Regions from separate parts of the Rattus norvegicus genome. Here all the other regions are linked to region 1. Evidence: chromatin contacts called from public Hi-C data. All regions are on one chromosome and are shown on one strand. Each heading gives the region's core, a stretch centred on a gene start, on an enhancer-like site or on the middle of the called end of the contact. The rest is flanking DNA. Distances are from core to core; before and after follow the strand shown.

Region 1 (2,700 bases), core at 126-2,625:
GCAGTGTTCGGGCAGACACAGTGCTATAGATGGAGCTGAGAGTTCTACATCTGTATGGGCAGACACCAGGTAGAGAGGGATACTGGGTCTGGCTTGTGCGTTTGAAACCTCAAAGCCCACCCCCAGTGGCACACTTCCTCCAACAAGGCCATACCTACTCCAACAAGGCCACGCCTCCTAATAGTGCCACTCTGTATGAACCTATGGGAGTCGTTTTTTCTTCAAACCACCACGACAAATGAACAAAAGAAGGACAATAAGATGAGTTTGCTTGCTCTGGGTGGCGGAGGGGGAAGCTTTACTGGTAGTAAGTCTGAGCGGCTATTCCATACTATTCTTTAAATAATGTAGAAGTCCCTGCCAATAGGTGGCAAGCAAAGATGGGGATTTTAAGGACTACACAAGAGGAGTTGGGCAGTAAAGCACCAATAGCAAAGACCTTGATGATGTGAAGAGTATGTTAAAAAAAAAAAAAAAACTAAGTAGGTGTAATGGTCATGGTTAGAATTTTACTGGCCTTGGTGTTAGAATATATATGTGCATCGCTAAAAATTTGGTTACTGCCAACAAAGAGATACCTGAGAACAAAGGGTCATGTGACCATCAGGCCAGGGACTTGTGGCAGTGGATAATGGTGAACTTCCTTATGGGACTGTGAGAACTGAGATTGAAGGCTCTATCTAATGTGCTAGCTCCTAAAAATCTCAAAATCTCAGGACTTGTTTTTGAATTAATCCTTCTCCACGATCAACTTCCTCCTTTGATTCTTTCCATTTTTCCCCTTTGGCCTCCTCTACATTGAGCAATGGTTCTCAGGTATACTAGTGTTTCCTAAAAATATTAACACTAATTATAAATCATTAGCCTGTCTTTGCCCAAAGTCCAGAAGCCATCCTTATGTAGCCCACAAATATTAATTCAGAACTGCGGTCTTTATGACTTGAAGCAAACATCAGCATGCAACCACAGAGCACTCGGACCGTGTAAGGATCCAGCACGGAGCAGAACACAGAGAGCAGCCGGGCCTCTCTCCGAGGGGCGCCGAGTCACCCCGCAGCCTCGGCTCCTGGAGTTCCGCCGGCCAGCGGTTCACGGGTGTTGGGCTCCCTTGCTAGTTGCCGTGGCTACGGGCACTGTCCTCTACTACTGCGTGGCGGGGCTGGGGAAGCACGATGGAGAACAGCCTGGACTTGGGCGGCCCTCGAGCTCTCTCCAACGTGCGCCTGTATCCAAAGGCTGCTCTCGGGTAAGCCGGGTCCCGGCTACGGTCGACAGCTCGTCCGCTCCAAGCGCTAGCGCTGCTCCGACTTCTCGCGAGATTTCAGACCGCCTCTCCCGCCCCCACTCCCCACGGCTGGGCCCGCAGCTCCCGCTATGGCTGCGCTGCGGAGGCTTCTGTGGCCGCCGCCTCGGCTTTCGCCGACGCTCGCCCCTCAGCAGCCATTCCTCTCGCCATGGGGGCGGCCTGCGGGGACGGCTCCGGGGATGTCGGGTCGGCCCTTCTCCGGCCGGGAAGAGGACGAGGGGGCCGTAGCGGAGGCGGCGTGGCGGCGGCGGCGCTGGGGTGAGCTGAGCATCGCGGCGGCAGCGGGCGGGGGGCTGGTCGGCCTTGTGTGCTACCAGCTGTATGGGGACCCCAGAGCCGACCCCTCGGAGCTAGTGGCCCCAGAGCTGGACGAATCGCCCCGCGGCAGGGGGCTGCTGCCCATCCCGGTGGCTGCTGCCAAGGAGACGGTAAGTGCCTGAGCGCGTGCGCGCACCCCTGGAGGTTGGGTTGTCAGGTGTCCCACCTGCCCCGGGAGGGAGGGCTTTGGAGGGGGGGGGGTCACTGTGACACTTGACTGACACTTGGAAGCACTGTGGAAGCACTGCGAACTCTGTAACACAGATCAACGTCAGGCGTCCCTGTGCACAAGGATGCTGGGAAAAGATGAGGATGTTTCGATCACTCATGCCTCAGGACAATTCTGGTTGCTGCAGCTACCATCGAGCAACCAAATACAAACCAGATCCCCTCATGACACAAGTGTCACAGCTAAGGGACTTGACAGGCATAAACACGAAGAAGTGATGGAGGGCCGCATGAGTAAGAGAAACTCAAGAGAAAACGGTACTGGAGGCGAATGCCGGATGCATTCTGAAGGTGTCTTTAGATATTAGAGTCTGACTCATTAGTCCCAAGAGAGATGTTGCCAAGAAAGAGAACAATTACTCAAAAGCAGTACATCTCTCTTTCTCTTTCTTGCGTTAAAACCAGAATCCCTGAAGTAATGGATTAACACAAACCAGAAGATAGGTCATGAAAGGTGGTAAACTATGCATGAAGCCAACTGCAGAAGCATATAAAAGCACAGAGCAGTTGTGTAGTTCTGATATAAGGTAAAGACTGTAAGGCAAGAAGAGTAAGAGGTGTGGCTTTTCCCCCCACTTCTCTGTATTTGTTATGTAAATGACTTAGAGAATTAGCCTAGGGAATGTTTTGACATCTGGCTAGAAGAATGTGACAAGATTAGATGGGATAATTTAGAAAAACAGCAGCTGTGCCCCTTTTAACCCTAATGAAATTTTGTGTTATTTCTCCTGTATGTAAGTCTATAGTGATGATGTACAAGTATGCAACTTCTTTTCTATGTTTAGGATGAGGATTGGCAGTGCATTCAGCCCAGGGAATCTAGGCTGTGTACTTTTGCTTAGTGCCAA
Region 2 (2,700 bases), core at 188-2,687, 130 kb after region 1:
AATGAAGTTGATTTCTACGGGAGGAGCTAAAGAAAGCAGGGAAGTCGTGCTTTCATTCTAGTTCATCCTAGACAATATCCAAACAGAATAAAACATCGCAGCAAAATAAGGTGACTCACTGGCTTAGAACATTTCAGTGACTTAAAGTCCCTTAGCAGCCTGATGATTATTTCCTAGGTACTTTCGAATGCCAGTGAGTGAGGCTGTTTTTGCATTGATGTGGTCGCTGTTTCAGGGACATTGGCTTGATAGTTAATCCAGTCTAAGGAAGATAATTGAAAAGCCAGGGGAACTTGATTGGAGCTGGGTTTCTATACTTCCGTATTCTATTCACGTTTATCAAGTAATTCTATCCAATAAGGTTGTGTGGCCTAAATATAGTTTTCATTAATGATATCTGGTACCTGTTACACATACTAATTGTTTATATAATGGGAGGGGCAATCTCAGAAACGTGTATCTTTCTCCATTCACCAACAATTAACTGTGGGATGTTTGTTCTAACTACCATTAGGATCCTTTCCAGTGGTTAGGGCAACCGCTTTGAAGTCTACAATATGCTAAATTTAGAATTGCTATCACAATCGAAAACACTGTCAGGCTGGATAGGATGGGAAAGAATGCAGAGAAGGAATTGCTTGACTCTTGGTAGGGGGGAGTGGTAAACTTTACTCTTAGAATCACTAGACAATTTAACACAGAAAAAGAGAATCTTCTCTCAGCAAAGATTTGCCATGCCTAACTCTAGTTAGTGTCAATGGATTTACAACATAAAATGCAAATTGCTCCCTCTGGCTAGGGCCTCTGACAACCCTCTTTGGTGGCGATCTGGGTACCTACCACCTACGTAGGCGTCCTCATGCCTAAACACTTATTTTGCTGGCCTGTTCTGGACTGACCGCACTTTGGCTACTCTCAGCCAGTTTACTGGCACCCACAAGTTAAAACGAGAATTTTCTGGGCAGGATGCAGGGGTGCGGGCCTGGGCGCCTAAGGACTTAGTGGCGCAGTCCTTCCTGGGCCTGGCAGGTGAGGAGTGGGATAGCAACTGGCTGGAGTCCCGGGGCGTTCGTCCCTCCCACGCGCGACTCTGCGCAGTGTGTCCCCTCCGATCCGGGAGCGCGCCCTGGGAGTGGCTTGCGTCTGGGGAGGGTGACCCAGAGCGAGTGTCAATTCTCATTACTGTCCCACTGGGAGCGAGGGCCAAGGTGGGTATCGAGTCTCCACCTCCAGCACCCCTGCGGTGGCCCGCGGCAAGGACGCACGGGTGGCCGCGTGCCCCGGAGCGCCGTGGGAGTCTGAGCCCGGATCCCTGTACCCCGCCCCAGGGCGCAGCCCGCCGCGCAGTGGGAGGCGGCGAGGCGGGGACCGGGCGGGGACCAGGCGGGGGCGGAGCGGAGCTTCCCGCCGCCTCATTGCCTTCGTCCTCCGCCTCTGAGCCGCCGCCTCAGCCCGGCGGAGCAGCGGGAGTCCGCGGCGCCCGCTCGCCGCCGCGGGATGGGGAGCTAGCGCCACGGCGGCCGCGGTGGCCGCAGCACAGCCGGCCGCCGCCCCCGGGCCTGTCCCGCCGGGTGCTCCGGGAGCCCCGAGCCCGGCCCCGAGCCAGGCCCGCGGGCGGCGGCGGCGGAGGAGCTGGGCAGGTGTATGCGGCTGGAAGATGGCGCCCTCGGGCCCCGGTGGCGTGAGGCGGCGGTGCCGGCGGGTGCTCTACTGGATCCCTGTGGTGTTCATCAGCTTGCTTCTGGGCTGGTCCTACTATGCTTACGCGATCCAGCTGTGCATAGGTAAGTGGGTGCCCACGTCCAGAACCCCACACGCATCCCCCTCGCCATCCCGGGACTACTGCTCCGCTCCGCAATTGCTTCCACTCAGTGCATCCGCTGGGCTCTTCCCACCCCGCTGCGCGCCCTGGGCGCTTTCCAGGACCTGCCTGTCTGCCACCCCCACTTCTTCCCCTCCTCCGCCCCAGCGGAGGTCAGCCAGCCTCCTCGAAACCTGGTTGACCTCTGTAACTCTCTTGGCTTCCCTCGGCAGCTTTCGGGTTACCGGGTCACCTCCACCCCAGGACATATGGCCCCAGAGTACCTCCCTCTGCCTTTCACTCACCACTGCCACCCCAGCCACACCCCCCTCGCTGGGCAGGACAGAACAGGGGACCACAGTGGTCTCCACTGTCTGCTGCCTCAATGGAGAGCTGAGGCCTGGAAGCTGCACTGGAGGCCAGAGGGCTGGAAGCTGGGCCAAGAATCAAAGCTACGCCAGACCCGCGAGGGGGGAAATGCTGGCCTTAACCTCGGGTGGCAGAGCCAGCTTCTTTTCCGATGGACATAGACCCTCTTTTAAAAACACATTGTGACAGCGCTCACTCACTACCGTTGTAACAGCCTGTGTGGTTTGACAGTTGATATCTAGCCACTTTATAATTCAAAAAGAGGCAGAAGGGGCGAGCCACTAGAAAGTATTTTTCGAAGACCTGTGAGAAATACACGACTGTAGTTTAGATGCTGGGATAATAGAAAGTGGGGCGGGGAAAGTCATCATCTAAGGTTCTTGCATCCAGACAGCCAAGTGGCCCCGGTCCAAGATAAAGCTTCTGAATTGGTGGGTGGAGCACTTTCAGCACTGAAGATCCTTTTTTTTGAGGTTGATTATTCATAAGCAGGGAATACAGTTATGAAGCTTAACGTAAACTTTCTGCCT
Region 3 (2,700 bases), core at 155-2,654, 230 kb after region 1:
CTTAGGTTACTTATTCAAAGTTCATGATTCATAACAAAATCAAGTTTTAGAAAGTTACTTTTCTTAAGGTACAGAGCTAATATATAGGGAATAAAAGCACCACAACACCGATTTGCCAGGTGAATATAAATCTCACTAAGATCTGCTCCGAATTCAATTCACTCTTCACAAAACTATGATCCATTTCAAGCTTAAAAAAAAAAAAAAAAGAAATTAACGAAATCAAACGTTTCTTAATAGAATGCTTGCTTTTATTCTTCTAACAAAACATTTAAAATCTTATTCAAACCAGATTGGAGGAACTATTTTTAAAAAATGTTTTGAAAAGCATCAGGCAATCTCAGAAATAAATGCTCAAATAGCGGGAGGGAGAAAGGAGGAAGGCAATGAAATGTGAGCATTTAAAAATTTCTAATTTCAAAAACATTTCTCCTGGCTGCCAAAAAGGGACCTCATATTTACGCCATAAACACAAGGTTCACAAGGTAAACAGTGATGAGATAATTAATAGAGACGAACAGGGACCAACAAACAATAACCCCCCCCCCCCCCAACAAAATAAACGAGTGAAAGGAGGATGGCTTTGTGTCCTAAACTCGTAAATGCAAGCTGGAGAAATCTCAGAAACAAAAGGTGATGAGGGGCACGCCTTCTTTCTTACTCTCCTTCCTGCCAACGTCGGTACACTCACACACTACGGAAACACTGTAATTTAACACCGCTCTCCTCCACCCCTCTTCTCTACTGCGGTCTCAGGGTCCCTGAAGAGGCAGCAAAGGCCTTCTCATTACTGAGGTCGCATGTCCTCCGTGGGCAACGTGAAGAAAGCACAGACGCATTCATGTCAAGGATAACTCTCTTCGCTGGCACACAGCCAGGTCGAGGGTGCTGATAGCATTTACTAGAGTCAGATTGACTCCCAACCACCGCGAAGAGGAGCTACTAGTTCAGAAGTAGGCCACCGCCCTCCACTCTCAATTTCCTTCCCACAACGAAGTCCCAGGTACAAAGCGGTGGCGTCATCACTGCGCGCCGCGCCCCAGACAGGCCCCCGGCCCGTTACCTCCCCCTCTAATACCCCCCCTCTGCCAGCTCTGTCCACCACAGCCGCGCTTCAGCGGGCGCCATCGCGCGCCCTCTCCGGCTCCCACTCCCGCCCCTTTCCCATTGCCCCAGCACGCCCGGGTCCCGCCGGATCTACTTGTGTCTCTGAGCTCGCGCTCCTCCTCCTCCTCCTCGCCATAGAGATAGCACCCGGCGGCGGTGGCGGTGGCGGTACCGGCGGCGGCAGAGGGAGCCCCATAGACAGCTCTCGCCCTGCAAAGGGGAAAGGGGAGCCGGAGCTGCGCTCTGCCCAGCGCTGCGACGTCGCTCCTCGCACGTCCTATCGAGGGCGCGGCATGATGACGCAAGCCCCGAGTGGGCGGGGCTCTCAGGAGGCGGGCCGGGCAGGTGACTGACGCTGGGCAGGGGAGCTCCCGGACAGGCGACGGGCCTAGCTAACTGACCGGGTGGTGTTGGCCGAGAGCGCACCGGGTCCTGTCCAGCAGGCGAGTCGCCCTTTTCCAGCCGTCCGCAGAGATAACTAATCCGGCTGGAGCCTGGGACTCGCGAGTACGGCGTGTCGGAGAAGGCGCGGCCCCTGGCGCCTGGTCCCGGCCGTGCTCGGTCGCTGAGGAACCACTGGGCTAAGCGAGGAAGAGCAGGCCGGAACCTTCTAGGGCCTCGGGCCCGGGGACCCGAGGAGGATGAGCTGGCTCTTTCCCCTGACCAAGAGCGCGTCATCCTCCGCGGCCGGGTCCCCTGCCGGCCTCACCAGTCTTCAGCAGCAGAAGCAGCGGCTGATCGAGTCACTCCGGAACTCCCATTCCAGGTGACTGGTGGCTTTGACCGAGGGTAAAGTAGGACAGGAGGGCGGGCTGCCTGCAACACCGGTGCAGCTCCTCAGGCCGCTCCGCCAGCTGCCTCCTGTTGATAGTCCTTCCAATGGGTTAGGCGCTTGCTTCCCGAGTGTGTCGCTGGTGGCCCACTGCTGTTCAGCCCTTCTCTTGACTTTCTCATCTCCACGGAGATAGTTATCTATATTCAGCATCCCTAGCTTCCACGCTAATTTTCCTTTTGATCCACCGATGATTGTAGCCTTGCATCGAATTGTTAATATGCTAACACTTGGTTAGAGACAGTTTGGGAAGATAATTCCCAAGTTTTACAAAGTGAGAAATTAAACTGTTGCAACATCGAAGGAAAGGGAAGCCAGTGTTTTTAGTTAACTCTGTCCTGGTGATAATCCTTTTGAATCTGTAATTAGAGCTCACCCTGTTCCAATAACCTCTCTCTGTCTTGTAAGAGTCTTTAGACTTCTCACTTTCTTGTATTTAGCTCCACATTTAGGACTTGCCATATATCATATGAGTTTGTCTTTTGAGTTTGCTTATTGTATCGTAGTCTAACTAGAAATACAGGAATTCAGATTATTTCGACTTTAAAAAAGCTGTAAAGTCATTTGCTGCAATCTTTTTGTTTAAAGTAGATATGACCGTGGCTGCTACAGGTTTTCAAATATTAGAGCTGCTTTGCAATATTTTAGTTTTACAATTAATTAACAGCTTCACAGCATATTTTATGTATAGAGGCCAACATGATTAAACTCTAGATTTTCAAAAGCCTTCTCACATTTTACACATAATGTGTAATATTTTT

What was found. A called contact is a pair of places that touch in the nucleus more often than the background predicts.
Region 2: a contact with region 1 is called in a Hi-C map of liver, with 2.5 times the contacts expected there. The contact joins the promoter of Zdhhc2 here to the promoter of Micu3 in region 1. A contact is called at or near these places in 9 of 12 Hi-C or Micro-C datasets (the A7r5 cell line, the Rat2 cell line, Schwann cells and 5 more).
Region 3: a contact with region 1 is called in a Hi-C map of the A7r5 cell line, with 2.0 times the contacts expected there. The contact joins the promoter of Cnot7 here to the promoter of Micu3 in region 1. A contact is called at or near these places in 2 of 12 Hi-C or Micro-C datasets (the A7r5 cell line and Schwann cells).

Annotation. Positions count from the first base shown.
Region 1 is chr16:58,712,521-58,715,220 of GRCr8, reverse strand. It overlaps Micu3 (mitochondrial calcium uptake family, member 3), which reads left to right and starts at 1,375. Exons shown (of 14, transcript NM_001191892.1): 1 at 1,375-1,734. The coding sequence starts at 1,375.
Region 2 is chr16:58,580,253-58,582,952 of GRCr8, reverse strand. Zdhhc2 (zinc finger DHHC-type palmitoyltransferase 2) reads left to right here and starts at 1,437. Exons shown (of 13, transcript NM_145096.3): 1 at 1,437-1,784. The coding sequence starts at 1,658.
Region 3 is chr16:58,477,586-58,480,285 of GRCr8, reverse strand. Cnot7 (CCR4-NOT transcription complex, subunit 7) reads right to left here and starts at 1,404. Exons shown (of 7, transcript NM_001107313.1): 1 at 1,202-1,404. Vps37a (VPS37A subunit of ESCRT-I) reads left to right here and starts at 1,509. Exons shown (of 12, transcript NM_001024867.1): 1 at 1,509-1,873. The coding sequence starts at 1,749.